2 separate regions of the Mus musculus genome follow, and region 2 is linked to region 1. Evidence: chromatin contacts called from public Hi-C data. All regions are on one chromosome and are shown on one strand. The core of a region is the stretch at or near the end of the contact, and the rest is flanking DNA. Distances in the headings are between cores, read along the strand shown.

The links. A called contact is a pair of places that touch in the nucleus more often than the background predicts.
Region 2: a contact with region 1 is called in a Hi-C map of uterus, with 3 times the contacts expected there. The contact joins two enhancer-like sites. A contact is called at or near these places in 20 of 484 Hi-C or Micro-C datasets (the 3T3-L1 cell line, CD4 T cells, CD8 T cells and 7 more) and 3 of 115 datasets of contacts at active chromatin or transcription factors (cardiomyocytes, double positive thymocytes and large pre-B cells).

What each region holds. Positions count from the first base shown.
Region 1 is chr9:32,815,304-32,818,003 of GRCm38.p6, forward strand. The region is part of intron 2 of Gm3331 (a long non-coding RNA gene); the gene reads left to right. Among named protein-coding and RNA genes, the nearest start is that of Gm3331, 34 kb to the left of the region's middle. Within about 2 kb of position 1,433, at least 48 of the 459 cell types and tissues checked have an H3K27ac peak or open chromatin away from gene starts, as enhancers often do. A contact at or near this core is called in CD8 T cells, double positive thymocytes and uterus, where this site is marked.
Region 2 is chr9:32,939,286-32,941,985 of GRCm38.p6, forward strand. No RefSeq gene overlaps it. Among named protein-coding and RNA genes, the nearest start is that of Gm27162, 12 kb to the left of the region's middle. Within about 2 kb of position 1,451, at least 264 of the 459 cell types and tissues checked have an H3K27ac peak or open chromatin away from gene starts, as enhancers often do. A contact at or near this core is called in CD8 T cells, double positive thymocytes and uterus, where this site is marked.

The sequences.
Region 1 (2,700 bases), core at 183-2,682:
CACAAACTGGGGAATGGATAACAACTTCTCTTTTCCAGAATGGCTTTCTCAGCATATGGGAACCACAACCAAGTTAGCAGGATCCTGAAGCAAGCAGGCGGACATGGACCAAATTCCAGAGAATAACATGGGGAATCCAGGGGGTTATCCTTACCTCACATAAGGATGTATATATAGCTCACATGAGGACACTAAGCTTCTTCTTAGCCTTCTTCAACTTCTTCTCAGTCTCATTTATTACACCAGAACACTCAACTGCTGGTCGCTTGGTCCGCCACTGTTACATCCTCTTCTGAAAAGCTCGAAGGAAGCACAGTGACATTCTGCCTGTAGTTGGCACAGCAGTGAGATCAGTATGCACACTACATATGCGGTCTGCTTTATAACGTTATTGCTCAGAAACAGGATGGAGGGTGTGCTGGCTCAGAGGTACTGGGAGAACCACAAAAGAGACACCTGGTGAGAGCTGCAAAGGAAGCAAGGACTGCTGACAAGGGTCACTTGGTGTGAGGTTCTCCACTGGGCACAAGATTACTTGGCCAATCTATTCCAAGTGGGGCATTTTTTTCCCTGTGGAACGTTCCCTTATCCCTCCTTCTTTTCCACCTTTCCAGAATTTCTGAAGATACTTTCATCTCTGACCATCTGCCATTGTTTTACCTTACCACCACTGCCCATGCGACATATAGAGGCTGTTAAATGGACAGATGATTGAGACTGTGGTATGGAAGAGGAGCTATTAGAACATTTAAACCCTGAGAATCTTGCATGTGGGGTATCATTCCTTTCTTTATGATTTTTATGCTAATAGTTTGGTGGCAAAATATTTTACCAGAGACCGGGGAGTGACCAACAACCAAACCATTTGGAAGAAGCCATTCTACATCAAAACTTGTCTATCATACCCTTAAAATCAGCCAATTACTGTGGCAATTTGTGTGAGAGAGTGTGTGTGTTCTTTCACTTTTCTTATTCTTTGAGGCAAGAGAAAACATTACTTGCGTGCTAATGGGCAGAGGTCTTTCAGGGCGCATGCGCCAGAGCATATACTTTTCTACAGGGTCCTCCTGCTTGGTGTTTCTGTAAGCAGAGCAGAATCACATTGCACCATTGCTTCCTTTCTCTCTGTGCTTAGAAGCTTGACCACTCCAGAGACTGCTGCACCAAGGGCTTCTGAGAAATGCAACCCTTGCCTGAGGATGCTGGGAAGAAATAGCAGCGGAGCCAGTGTCCTCTTTACAGAACTCCTCAAGTCACAGAACGCTGAGTTCTCCTGGTGGTCATGGGTTCATGCTACTTCATCTTACAGCTAAAGAGACCGACTTCCAGAGGGAAAAAAAGAAACTTGACTAGACCTTCCCTACAACAGAGCTGGGACACAGCCTGGGCTTCTAAGCTCCCTGTAGTCAACTGCAGCTCCCCAGGGCTTCCTCCTTCCTTCCTCCAAATCTGGAGGACCCGAGAGGGGACAGCTGTGGGTAGTTTTGCGCACAGGTGTTTCCGTTGGTTCCCAGACTCTGCTGCTTTTCTGGGAGACTCATTTGTAGGCTTTGCCCCGTCTCTTGAGATTCCCGGATCGCAGTCTAGACCGACTCCAGAGACTTCCTTCTCAGGGGCATCCAAGAGAGGTCAGCTATTCATTCTCGCCTGAGTCATAAGGGGTGGGCACGGTCCCAGGATCTTGCTTCTTAAGACTCAGCTCAATGTCCACCTGACTCAGCAGGAGCTGCTGACTTTCCTGGGGATGCTCTCACCAGAAGTTATGAGGTTGTGTTTCTGTTTCTGTGAGGAGGAGACAAAAAGAGCTGACAGTGACCACTGGGAAGGAGAAGGCACACACACAAACACAGCATTCTCAACCCTATAAATAACCCTAATTAAAAAGAAAACACCAGCATGCTCTCATCTTTTTAACTTTTTTTCTGGTTGGACATCATGGGAGGTCCTCCCAGAGGAACATCTAGGCTTGCCAACAATAACCAGGCTCTGAGAAAGAGAAGTTTCTATGTCTCTGTCTCTCTCTGTCTCTCTGTCCCTCTGTCTCTGTCTGTCTCTGTCTCTATGTCTCTGTCTCCCTGTCTTTGTCTCTCTCTCTGTCTCTCTCCCCCTTTGTCTCTGTCTTTCTGTCTCTCTCTCTCCCCCTCTCTCCCAGCCAGTTCGAATCTCAAGCATCTTTTTCTCACCATTCGTTCTGATCCTCCCTTCCCCCTTTCTGTTCTTTAAGGTGATGCTCACCCTGTCTCTGAATTTGTATTCTACCCTGAAGTATGAAGCACTGTCAGTTGATTTATGAGGGCAGTTCAGTGGGGCATCATTCATCACACAATTAAAATAGTGCATGAGGGCTTCCCCTGGAGGGAGGTTTTGGCTATTCTAGACTCATTTTTAAAACGGACCAGATAACAGGAGACACAGCACAGAAGTCGCTTTCTCTTACAAAACAGGAGGAATGGGGAATGCAGCTTAGCTGTCTAAGAAAGCTCTTTGAGCCCCACCAGGAGGGCAGAGTCTCTGTACAACTAGAGTATGGGGAGGCTACTTCAGGTGACAGTCTGAGGTCCCAGTGTGGCCCAGCCTTCTGTTTTGTGAAAGAGGATCCAGGCCTGAGAATTTTATAGGACCCTCCCTACGCTCCAGGACACACAGTGGGACATGAACTGAATGGAGGAAGAACTAAGCGCTCAGTTTCAAGTTAGAGTT
Region 2 (2,700 bases), core at 201-2,700, 120 kb after region 1:
AAGATAGAAAAATTCAAAAATTTCTGGAGAGAGACAGAAACCATGGAACTTTTAAACCAAAAAGGGACTGATAGATTATTTTCTCTGATAGTCTTGTTTGATGATGGTGGTGGTGGTGAGTGTGATTGGAAAAGTTCACTACATTGTTTGCAGTCAGTTACTGAGCTGGTACCAAACCTCAGAAGATGTATATAGACAAGACTGACATTCCTAGCATAAAGGCTTGCTCAGGCTACATTCATTTTTAGCAATAATTCTGAAAGTTCAGACAGTGGGCTCTCCCAGAATCTACACGGACCAAATTCTCTCATGAATTGATCAAGGAAATAGACCAGGCTTGTCCTCCGATATCTTTCTTGGGAGGTTTGCTAGAGGACGGAATAGCTCTGGGTCTAACCTAGAGTCTGTGTTTCAGGCAACGAGTTGGGCTTCTTGAGTTTTGTGTAACTGCCCTGTACCCAAGACTTAAATGCTAAAGTTGAACCTCCCTCCACATCCTCCTCCAGGCTTCAAGATGTTGAGGAACATTAAGCTGGTGACAGAAGAAAGCTGGAGACAAGGCTAGGTCCCTGCTTTGTACAGGTTAGGGATATCCAAAAAAGAATGCTCAAAATACTTCCCACCCCCATACACACATACCCCAAAGGGACAGAACACTAGAGAAGTTCTTTGCTTTTGGTCTTAAGGGGATTTTTTAGAGCAAATACAAACAAAAATGAAAGTGGCTCAAAAATAAGTGGTAATATTCTCCTAGGAATTACAAATGTGACCAGAGACGGAAGAGAGAAAATGGATAGAGTTCCCAAACTTGGATTTATCTGTCTCCTCCCATCTTGGACCATATCTGGCATTCTCTCTAACTCCCATGCCTCGCTTGAAACACTAAATGGTTGGAAGACCAGCGGAGGTGTGTAAAACCTCGTTCATCTGCCATGACATCATTTAGAGGCTGCTTCTACTGGACCCTTCGCAGAGGTGTAGTGCTCTGTGTGGTTTGTGTGCGGTGGGGCAGTGGGGGCAATCTTGGAATCACAGCCACCTGATACATGGTGTTCACTTCTGGGGCTCCCAGCTCCCAGCCCCCAGCCAATACTTTGCTTCCTCAAGGACTAGTGAGAATAGCCTATTTAAACCCCAATACACACTCTCAGTCTAGGGCACGACCCCTTTTGCTGCTCTTGGCTAGCTCTGTAGTCCCACCCTCAGCCTGCAGGGTCCTGCCGAAGCCGAACCGTGCACTTCCGGGTCCCACACTCCACTTGCGTGCTTCCCAGCCCACTAGAGAGATTTTTCAGAAAACTATTTTTAGAAATAGTAACCTCAGAGTAAGCAAGGCACGGCACTCCAGATTGGGCGTTTTTCTGGGGCAGTTGAGCTAAGGAGCATTCGTTTAAAGAGAAAGGTGTAACAGCCGCCCTTGCTGTTCAACCCCGGAGATCATTTCAGATTCCTGGGTTTGACTCCCTCTAGCGTCGCGATTGAGAAGACATGTCTAAATCCAGGCTTGGGAGACTGGTTGGGAACCAGGACAAAAAGTGTTTTTCTTCGCTTTGTTCCTAAATTCCTCTCTGCTCTCCGCTCTCTCTTTTGTGACAGAGTTCCCAGCATGGGAAGAAAATGAAGATTAAGTATTAGTTTAAGAATAGTAAAACAATTTATTTGCATCTTTTTTTTCTTATTCCGGGAAGGATCAGCGATTAAACAGAAGTTTATCTCAAGAATGAGGCTATAATGTAACTTCTGGATATCTCTGTTTACATTAAGTCTAGTCCCTGAAGAGAATCTGCATGCGCACTGTTAGGGAACACTGTGTACTGTGCATCTTGTCTCAGAATTAGGGTCAGCAATTCTGCTGCTTTTGGAGAGGACAAATTCCGAGGAGGGGCTTGTGGGCACAGTGGCGAGCAGCATGAGACTTTGCAAACGTAAGAGACACAGCCACATACTGCTAGCAGCTCAGAGCAGTGTGTCTGTCTTTGCAAGTTGAAATCATTGGCTGTTTTATCATATTTCCTTATGAATTTGATGAGCCTGCTTCAAGAAGGAAACTGGAGAAAAAAAATGCAAATTAACTTTTCTAGACCGAGTGCCCTGAGATTTCGCTGACGGAAAGGAACCCTGATTGAAGGGATCTTCAGTGGTCAGGAGGGCTCAGTCCTCCAGTTATCTGGTTTGGTTATAAATGACTGGATTTCTTCTATAACCTGGCTGTGGCTTACTAACGTCTGAGCTACAGAGTAAACCAAAGTGACTGTGGGTGATAAGAGGGGAAACGTGTGTGGTGCACACTGAAGACATGCTCATACCTCCCGGGCTGTTTTGAGTCAGACTTTGTGAATTATGGAACAGCAGTCATTCATTCAACAGAAAGCATTCCATTCACAAACACTGCAGCTAAGCTCACAATGGTTCATTATGAGGTCTTTTGCTGAAGGGCTGCTTGCCTTGCCAGGGTAACAGTCTCTTCTTTGACTGTCTTTCTGTTCTCATTTACCATTTTCACATATTTCTCTTCAGAACTTATCTGATGTCTAGCAACCCCTGGTGGGGAGTCTGGAATGCTCACCCCCCCCAACCCCACCTACTCAGCCTGTATACATCAAATGATTTAATTCTTGAAGGTGGACCATTCTAGTGCTGATTTTCCAGGATGTATAGGCTTGTTTGCCTTGGCAGCCACAGAAAACAAAGGCATGGGTG